Regions from separate parts of the Mus musculus genome. Here all the other regions are linked to region 1. The links are chromatin contacts, called in public HiChIP or PLAC-seq and promoter capture Hi-C maps. All regions are on one chromosome and are shown on one strand. The core of a region is the stretch at or near the end of the contact, and the rest is flanking DNA. Distances in the headings are between cores, read along the strand shown.

Region 1 (3,074 bases), core at 329-2,828:
GAAGCATCCAGTGCTCTTAACCATGTCTCCAATCCCTGCAGACAATCTAAACACTCATTTCTCCAGACCATCAACGGGGCTGTGGGGTATAGATCAATGAAAGAGCCCTTTCCTAATTTTCCAAAGCCCTGAGTTTTATCCCAAGCACAGAGGAGGGAGGGAGGGAGGGGGAGAGAGAGAGAGAGAGAGAGAGAAGGAAGGAGTGAGAGAGAGAGAGAGAGAGAGAGAGAGAAGGAAGGAGTGAGAGAGAAGGAGTGAGAGAGAGAGAGAGAAGGAAGGAGTGAGAGAGAGATAGAAGGAAGGAGAGAGAGAGAGGGAGAGAGAGAGAGAGAGAGATGCCTATTGACTCCTTCATACACACCCCTAATAACCCCAATAACCTCTGTTTCTTTATAAGAACAAGCAAAGGAGGCCACATGTTGGGAAAGGACCTCCCTCACCGCAGAGAGCATAGCAGTTCCTTTGCTTAGCCGCTCCTTTCTCGGGAGATATAGAAAAGCATTTATTTCTAGGCCTCAATTTCCTCGTTTGTGAAATGAGGGGGTTGGACTCATTTCTAAAGCTCCTTCCAGCTCCAAGTCGCTGTGCTACAAAATGAGAGAAATGTGAACCTTTGGTTGCTATGATCTGAAAATATTTTGAATGTGGAGAATCAAAATTGTACAGCAGCACACGAACAAAATAATATGTTAATGACTAAGAAGATTGTATTTAATCCAATGGGAAACAGCAGATCCTCTGGTGGTGATGGTGGTGGTGTGCACGCGCGTGTCTGTGCTCAGCTTCCTTCCTTGGGCTCAAACATGTATTTTGAATCGCTAATATAGTAATCAGGCCTCTGGCAGCCTATCAGGCCCAAACACACGCACACACCACTTCAAATTAAAATGAGGGGCAAATCCACTGCCTCCTGCTTACATCTTTGCTATTTGGGTGATTCTTTTAGGAGAAAAAAATTTTGTAGTGACGGTGTTGGTGTTGAATTGACAGCCCCTGGAGGCCTCTGATCTCAGAACTGGGACGCGTGGGCGGGAGAACTAGGGATTTCATTAGCATCTTTGCTTTCCCACACAGACTGCCCCCTACACAGTCCGACGATCTAGCCCAACAGCACACACACTTGGACCCTGAAGGCCGGAGTGGGTCAGGATGCTACTAAATTCCGCAGGCGTCCGGACTAGAACACGTGCTCTGGGCCCTGCCTGCGGGAAGATGAGGCTGTACCCGCGGGGCTGAGTCCCGAGGGTGCTGGAGGCGTAAAGGGGTCAGGTCGCCGACCTTCCCTGCACTGATGGGTCGCAGCTGGGAGGCGGGCGTGACTCAAAGGCCGCACGTGCCTCTGACCACAGCCGGGCTTTCACTTCCACGCCGACACTCTGCACCCCAGCCGGGCTAAGTAGGCCAGAGACGCAGGGCGTCGGCTGAGCCGCCCGTGAGGTCCCCGCAAGCCCTGCAGAGGCGGCGGTCCCTCTCCGCCCGACGGCCGCGCCCGCACCGGGGCCCGCGCCGATTGGCCGACTGGCGATCGCTGGGCGGGCCGAGGCGGACCTCGCGGCCAGGTGAGGCGCCCCGCCCCTCGAGCGCTCCAGGTGCGGCGGTGGGGACAGCAGGGTCCGAGCCTGGGGCCCCGGGACAGGGCTGGGGCGCCATGGCCGAGTCCCAACTGAGCTGCCTGGACGAGGCGCACGTGAACGAGAGGGTGACCGAGGCACATGCAGCTTTCTACTACTGCGAGAGGCGGCGGGCCGCGCTGGAGGCGCTGCTGGGTGGAGGCGAGCAGGCCTACCGCGAACTGGTCAAGAAGGAGCGGCTGCGGGACTTCCTCTCCAGCCAGGAGCGCCAGGCCCTCTGCGCCGCCTGGAGCCCCTACGAGGAGGCAGTCTCCAGCACCCGTGCCAAGGCTAAGGCCAAGGCCAAGGTCCCGGCCCAGCCCACTGAGTCCCTGGCCTACTGGCCAGACCGCTCGGACACCGAAGTGCCCCCACTGGACCTGGGGTGGACAGACACCAACTTCTACCGCGGTGTGAGCCGAGTCACGCTCTTCACCCACCCGCCCAAAGAAGAGAAGGCACCGCACCTGAAGCAGGTGGTCAGGCAGATGATCCAGCAGGCCCAGAAGGTAGGCCTCGGGCCCCAGTCCTGCACCAGAGGGACCCCCCACACACACACACACTCCCCTGCCTGGTCTCACTTGCGGGCCACTCTCACCATCCTCTGGGAAATGGACCCCCGCTGGCGCTCACCTTGTGCAGCTGTGATGAGACCTTTTGAAAGATGGATGTGTAAGTTCGTGGCAAAGCACTGGTTTTTCTTACTACAGTGTCTAGGTGCGCTAGCCTTGTGTTGGTATACCTCTGTCACCATCCATCTTCCTTGGGCAGTGTGACAGTTGTGAGGCCCTGTGCTAAACTAGCCACTCAAAGGGCTTGATCATGAACTATCACCAGGGATTTATTTACAAGGCGTATCCTCGGCCGTTTCCCTATTTGATCTTCACAATCGCATGAAGTTGGTAATAGCCTCCCTTCCCCTCTGGGCCAGATGAGCTTTTCTTAGGAGCCTTTCTCCCCCAAACAACCCGACTTTCCCATTATCATCCTCTCCTGGGCTTGGCACTAGAGCCCAAGCAGGCTCAAATGAATGAGGAACGCTATTTTAAGCTCTAGCAGTGGCTTGGCCCAGTGTTGGGTGCTCCCACAAAGCACTGGACCAAGCTCAGGAAGAGGCTCCTACTTTGCCCATCTGCTCTGCTTGGGTGTTGAGAGATGTTTCCAAGGAGCCTGGTTAGAATACCAGTTGGACAGCTGGCTGTGGGGTAGGTGAAAGACTAATCTTTTCCTCTGTGCCCTTGGGTACTTGGGTAGTTTCCAGATAAAATGTGGGCTATTGCATTAAATTCAAACTTCAAATAGGTCTTTTTGTATCTTTTTATTCCAAATAAGCTGCACGGCGGCTGCATTGATGCTAAAAGTGACTTTTCATTTACCTAAATTCAGATTTAATGGGACAGATATTATTTTACCTTCTAAAGACTGAGAGGTGATAGACATACTTTTATCCCATGCATGTATTGT
Region 2 (3,074 bases), core at 406-2,905, 1.6 Mb before region 1:
TTTATGGTTATGGAAGCCTTGTGTGCCATGACATCTGCATGGAGGTCAGAGTTCAACTTCTGGAAGTTGGCTCTCTCTTTCCATCGTGTGGGTGTAGACAATTGAATTCAGATCAACAGTTTGGCCTTTACCTGATGAGCCATTTTACTGGCCCTATTATTTATTTGGAGACAGGGTTTCTATAACTCTGGTTGTCCTGGAACTCACTCTATATCCAGCTTACCTTCAACATCCAGAGACCCACCTGACTCTTGATTGTTGGGATAAAGGTAGCCACCATATCAGGCTCCAATTTATTTTTGAGACAGTTTTATATTGTAACCTCAGGATTCCTTCAAGCCATGTATGAACACTTGAGCCATTCTGCCCAGTTTTTTTTTTTGGGGGGGGGGCGGTTTCAAGACAGGGTTTCTCTGTGTAGCCCTGGCTGTCCTGGAACTCACTCTGTAGACCAGGTTGGCCTCGAACTCAGAAATCCACCTGCCTCTGCCTCCGAGTGCTGGGCTTACAGGCATGCACCACCAATGCCCAGCTTCTGCCCAGTTTTTAAGTTTTGAAACAAGTCTCTTGTAGCCCAGGCTGGCAAGCACCTCTCGGGCATAAACTACAAGGCTCTATCTTCATTTTCAAGATATGAAACTATAATTCAAGGTGACACAAGATCACGTTGCTGGGGAGGGAGGGAACCAGGATTTGAGCCTGGGTTAACAGAACTCCAAAATCCTGTTTCAGATGACTAAAACCCTGTTCATTCCCTCAGAAGGGAGCAGCAGACTCATTCCTACAAGCTACACATAGGTCAGAGTGATGTCACCATCTCTGCGGGGCTGATTCATCAGCCTGGGTTTATTTAGGAGGCGCCTCTGGGGGAGGGGTCTCCTGGTGGGGTCTTGAAGAAACTATCAAACCAGGCGTTGGAAGCAGAGGTTTTCCTCTGTGTCGGTTTCTAGGTCCTTTCAGCAAGAGCCCAGCCATTCTAAAAGTTGAAGAGACAGAGCCCCGGAAGGATCTATGATCCCCTAGTTTACACGGAGAGAGGGAACCAGAAAGGACCAACTTGGTTGTGGGGTCCCCAGCCTGTCATACTACATAGCTCTCTGGCCTGGTGGTAGTAAAGGTGTTTGGATCCCCTAGGCAGGCCGTGGGGGGAGGGGCGGGCGTTCGAAGTGTTGTAGCGCGGTGGGGTATGGAAGAAAGCTGGTGGCCATCTGGAGGTCTGGGATCTGTGGGGAAAGTGCCTCGACTTTCAGACCAGTCGTGGGTGTGGTTCAGAGAAGTCAGTGAGGAGAATCTGAAGGTTCCTAAGGGTGAGCTTGAGGCAGGCTAGCAGCAAAGCCAGAGTGTCCCACCTCTTGGGGTAGGAGGGCCTGGGGAGACTGCGGGGTGGCGTTGGGGAGGGGCTAGCCAGCGAGGAGTTGTCCCTTCTTCCAGGAGGGGCTCCCCAAGGGAAGGGTTGACTCGATCTGGAGGAGAGGGGCTATGTGGGGCGTCCGCCCTTCCGGGGAAGGGGCTCGACGGCGGGGGCGGGGCCGCAGGGTGGGGCCCCATCCTCCTCGCGCTCCCCCGCGACGCGGGCGGGCAGGGGCGGGGACGGAGGCGGTGGGCGCCCGCGGCCGGCCCACAATGAGGACAGCGGGCCGCGGTGAGTAAGCGGCGGCCGCCCGGGCCGGGCCACGCGGGGCGGAGGCTTCGCGGGCAGGTCGGGGCAGGCTGGCCGGGCGGGGTCGGGAGCCGAGTCCGCAGCCCTAGCCGCGCCAGAGCGGAGCGAAGACACCGAGGCCCCGCCCCGGCCGCCGGTGGCGCCCCGACCTCCGAGCCGCGCCGCAGACACAGCCGGAAACTGGCCCTGCCGGAGCGCAAGCGGCAGCCCAGTGCCACCTGACCCCGAGTCGGAGCCACACGAACCGGAGCCCAAGTCCGAGCCCCAGTCCGGGCCGTCTCCGAGCCGGGCCTGCCATGGCGGGGCCGCGGGGCGCTCTCCTGGCCTGGTGTCGCCGCCAGTGCGAGGGCTACCGCGGCGTGGACATCCGCGACCTGAGCAGCTCCTTCCGGGACGGCCTGGCTTTCTGCGCCATCCTGCACCGGCACCGGCCCGACCTGCTGTGAGTGCCCGGGGTGCGCGAGCGAGCACGCGGGGCTGGGGACCGCCGCTCCCCTCAATGACGCGGTGGCACGCGCCGCCCTGAGAGGTCCGGGACCTCACACCCGCCGCTTCTGAACGCGGAGCAGGGCCACCCGAGACCCCAAGACCGTGCACCCCCTCCCCCACCTCGGGCCACTGGTGTCAGGCTCTGACCTCTAAGAGGGAACTCTGACCCGTCCTTCGGGACGTCGTTACTCTAGGCTCCAGCAGAAATACTGAGCCTCGCTTCCTCCATTGGCGTCAGAGCATAGTAACCCCAAACTTGACTGTAGGAGATGAGAATATGCCACTCCCCCAGTTAGGCTTCCTTTAAGTTCGAGCTGGTCCCCGGGTGCTCTGGGAGGCTGACTTCTTTCTAATAGAAATTTACATCTTTGTAAGGGCACCTACCGGAAAGGGTCTTCAGAAAGAATGCGGCCCCAGATCACTTCCTACCTGGGAGAAGCTGCCGGGCTTCGGCTTTACTCACTTCCCCATCCTTCCCTCCCCTAGAAGACAAACCCCATTCCTTTCTATAGATAAGCGGCTATCATCCGGCACAGCAAGTCCCATATTTTGTGGGACTTCCGTGGGAATGTAGGTCATTAGTTTTAATTCTCTCTTCAGCTAGTTTGCCATTTACATTTAAGGCGCAAAGAACCTAGAGGGATGGAGGAGAAAGCTTTTGTAAGGCACTTTGGGCAGATACTCTGTAGGGCACTAACCCCGTTTCTGGCACAGGGTTCCTAGCTAAATGGCTGTCAGGTGACTGCGGGTACACTACTTCCCCAAACCACCTCGATAGGAATCTGTCTAGGTGTATGGTCCCGCGGCTCTGCTGGTTACAGTGGGGAACAAAGATGGAGCAGAAATTAGGAGCCAGGCAGGGGAGGTCTCTAGTGCAGCTGACAACTGCCAATCTGAAGCTTCCGGCTGGAATGTGGATCCCTCC
Region 3 (3,074 bases), core at 313-2,812, 1.3 Mb before region 1:
TCCAGCCCCCACAAGTCCTTTAATTCCAGATCCGAGTGAATTCAGCATGCATGGAGTGTACTTACATAGATCCGGGAAAAACATTCATATGTATAAAATAAAAATAATTTAAAAAAATAAATAAACTGGGGACTCTCTACAGTGAAAACCTAGCCCCAAAGGTATTAGCATGACCCTGGCAAAGGAGGTCACTGGCCTCCCTTCCCCAGGCTAAGCAGGAACAGCGGGCGGGCGCTAGCTACATCAATATTTGCTCAGTGGAAAGGGAGCAGAGAATAAAGGTAACAGAAATAAAAGCGCCTGGTTGTCAGGGTGATTAATAAACACTGAAAACATGAACAAAGGGGAATGCTCTCCCTTTGGTCCTCTCTCTCCCTATCCCCCAGCCCTTTCCATCCTGCCTATGAAACAACAGCAAAGCAGGGAGCTTGTACAGGGCCACACTGGTCACCAAGCCTTGTCTTCTACATCTTCTCATTCAAATACTGAGCCTCGTGGCAGTCACTAATGTGGGCAGAAAATTCAGTCCTATCTGGCACAGTGAGAAAACAGACAAGAACAGAGCATGGCCTCCAAGCTCCAGAACCACGTGAAGGCAGAGACCAGAACAAAACACTGCACTAGTCTAAGGGTGGAGCTTCAACGAGGCCAAACCAAACCTGCCCAATCCTGTCGGGCTGGCAAGAGGGCAGGTGGGGGAACTTTAGAGGAAGGATTGGTATTTGTTTGCGATCATGTGAACTGCCCATTAAAAATACAGGCAGAGATCCATAAACCCTTGTGCCCTCCCAGTCGCACTCACACCCAAATCCCTAGTCACAGTCACCTGGGTCACAGGCTCCTAGTCGCCAGCTTCCAGGTCATCGGAGGGAGCTGGAGGTGAACCCAGGATTGGAGGCTAGAGAACTGGGAAAAACACACGGGGGAGCAAATGGAAACCGGAGGCACAAGAGAAGATAAGCAGGGAGTTAGAAATGGGGGCTCAGGGGTTGGGCACAAAGGGACGGACGCAGGAAGCAGGTGGCGTGGGGGAAATCGGGCAATGAGGCAGAAAACCAGGAGCACTCAGAAGCGCAGAGAGAGGAGCTGGGGACAGTGGACAGTCCAGGGTGAAAGTCGGGCAATGAATTGGGAGAAGGGTTGATTTTGGAAGTTGGGAAACTGAGGGCGGCAACGGAGAAGAATGCGGTCACCGGATGGGAGTTGGGGACGCCAGGGGATGAAAGGACAGAAGCCGGGAGCACTCAAGGAGGCCAGATAGGAGTTAACGGAGGACATGCCTCAGAGTCGCAGACACGAGGCCGGTCCTAAGCAGGGTCCAGGTGACGACATTCAAGACAGGGGCACCAGGAGGTTTGGGAAAGGGCCGTCAGGCCCCGCCCCCGCCGCGCCGTCACTCACCTCGGCTTACTCAGCACTTCTCAGCCCTCCTACTTCCGCAAACTGACGCGCCCCGCCCACGTGACGACACTACGGCTCTCCACCAATCCACCGAGCCCATGCCGCAGGCAGGCTGTGGCCCCGACCCCAAGCGTGGACCTCGCACGCGGTCAGGCGCCGCCATCTTCTATAACTGCCCAATGGAAGCCGCTTCTGTTGCCAGGGGGCGGTCGGGCTTCTGACTGAAGCCAATTCTGCGTGGCTGATGGGGGCCATGCCTCGGGCGGGCGGAAGTTTCTCGTGAGGGCAGTTTGGCTGACGTGTTGATAAAGGGCAGGAGGCTGTTCCCGGCTCCCTTCGACCTCAAGGAATCCAGGGTGGCTCGGACTCTGAACTTTTCTGTTTCTGGCAACACATGAAGATAATAAGAAAGAAAATCAATAAAGCCACAGGATATAACCGGGAAGAGCCTGCTTTGATGTTGCCAGGTTCTCCCAAACCAAATTGCAAATAAAAATATGGAATTAACGGTTAGGTTGAAATAAGACAAAATAAAAAAAACTTTCAGGTGGGGAGGGAGGTAATACGCGCGCGCATATGTGTGGTGGGTGGTGGCCAACATAGGGTTTCTGTAGACCAAGCTGGCTATGAACTCAGATTGCCTGGTGTGTGCCACAAGCTTTTTTTTTTTTTTTTTTTTTTTTTTTTTTTTTTTGAGATAGGGTCTCCCACTGAATCTGGAGCTCCCCCACTGGGTTAGCCTAGCTGGCTATGGAACTCCAGGAGGCTTCTTGTTTCCTCTTTCCCAGCTTTGAAGTTTAAAACATTTACCTTTTTCCGTGGGTGCTGGGTATCGAACTCAGATCATTGTGACAACTTCACAAGCACTTTTCCTACTGAGGTATCTAACCAGCCCCCGAACAAGCCTAGTGGCAAGTGATAAAACTGTATTTGTTGCCTACCAACTCTACCTCAAGATGCCAGGCAATTCTGGGTGTGGTTATTGCACACGTACAATCTCAACATTTGGATGCTGGATCAGGAGTTCAAACCCAGCCACAACTAGTTCAGTTGAATCCCAACCTGGCACTCTGTCTCTCAATAAATAAATGAATGGATGTCTGGAGGAATCTTAGCACTTTTAGTAGGATTTTACTTGAATGACCTCTGTGAGGCTGAGAAGTAGCTGCGGTTGCGTCTGGGAATAGGTGATTGTCACTGAGAAGACTCAGACCTCATGCCTAACTATCATGGAATTCCAATAGATGGAATTAAAGTGAATAACGCGGGGGCTGGTGAGATGGTTCCTCGGTTAAGACCACTGGCTGTTCTTCCAGAGGTCCTGAGTTCAATTCCAGCAACCACATGGTAGCTCTCAACCATCTGTAATGGGATCTAGTGCCCTCTCCTGGCATGCAGGCATACATGCACACAGAGCACTCATACCATAAATAAATAAATAAATAGATAGATAGATAGATAGATAGGTAAATAGATAAATAAATAAATAAATAAATAAATAAATAAATAAATAGTGAATAAATACATGGTTGGTAATGCTGATTTTAAGGACTGCTGGAGAATAGCCAGGAGCCTGGGTTTGGTGACTCATTTACTTTGGACTAAGCTGCTCTCTTCCCCATCTCCAGTCTACCAGCTTCGGTTGAACCTTTACTTTCTTTTTTTTTTTTTTT

Evidence for each region. Promoter capture Hi-C pulls out the DNA fragments that hold promoters and counts their contacts. HiChIP or PLAC-seq counts read pairs in DNA pulled down with a chosen protein or histone mark.
Region 2: a contact with region 1 is called in a promoter capture Hi-C map of liver, with 3 times the contacts expected there. The contact joins the promoter of Micall1 here to the promoter of Fam83f in region 1. A contact is called at or near these places in 1 of 39 promoter capture datasets (liver) and 1 of 115 datasets of contacts at active chromatin or transcription factors (pancreatic cancer cells).
Region 3: a contact with region 1 is called in an HNF4G HiChIP or PLAC-seq map of pancreatic cancer cells. The contact joins the promoter of Pla2g6 here to the promoter of Fam83f in region 1. A contact is called at or near these places in 2 of 39 promoter capture datasets (both in liver) and 1 of 115 datasets of contacts at active chromatin or transcription factors (pancreatic cancer cells).

The regions. Positions count from the first base shown.
Region 1 is chr15:80,670,269-80,673,342 of GRCm38.p6, forward strand. It overlaps Fam83f (family with sequence similarity 83, member F), which reads left to right and starts at 1,579. Exons shown (of 5, transcript NM_145986.2): 1 at 1,579-2,119. The coding sequence starts at 1,649.
Region 2 is chr15:79,107,328-79,110,401 of GRCm38.p6, forward strand. Micall1 (microtubule associated monooxygenase, calponin and LIM domain containing -like 1) reads left to right here and starts at 1,656. Exons shown (of 16, transcript NM_177461.1): 1 at 1,656-2,102. The coding sequence starts at 1,957.
Region 3 is chr15:79,326,809-79,329,882 of GRCm38.p6, forward strand. It overlaps Pla2g6 (phospholipase A2, group VI), which reads right to left and starts at 1,563. Exons shown (of 17, transcript NM_001199023.1): 1 at 827-1,563.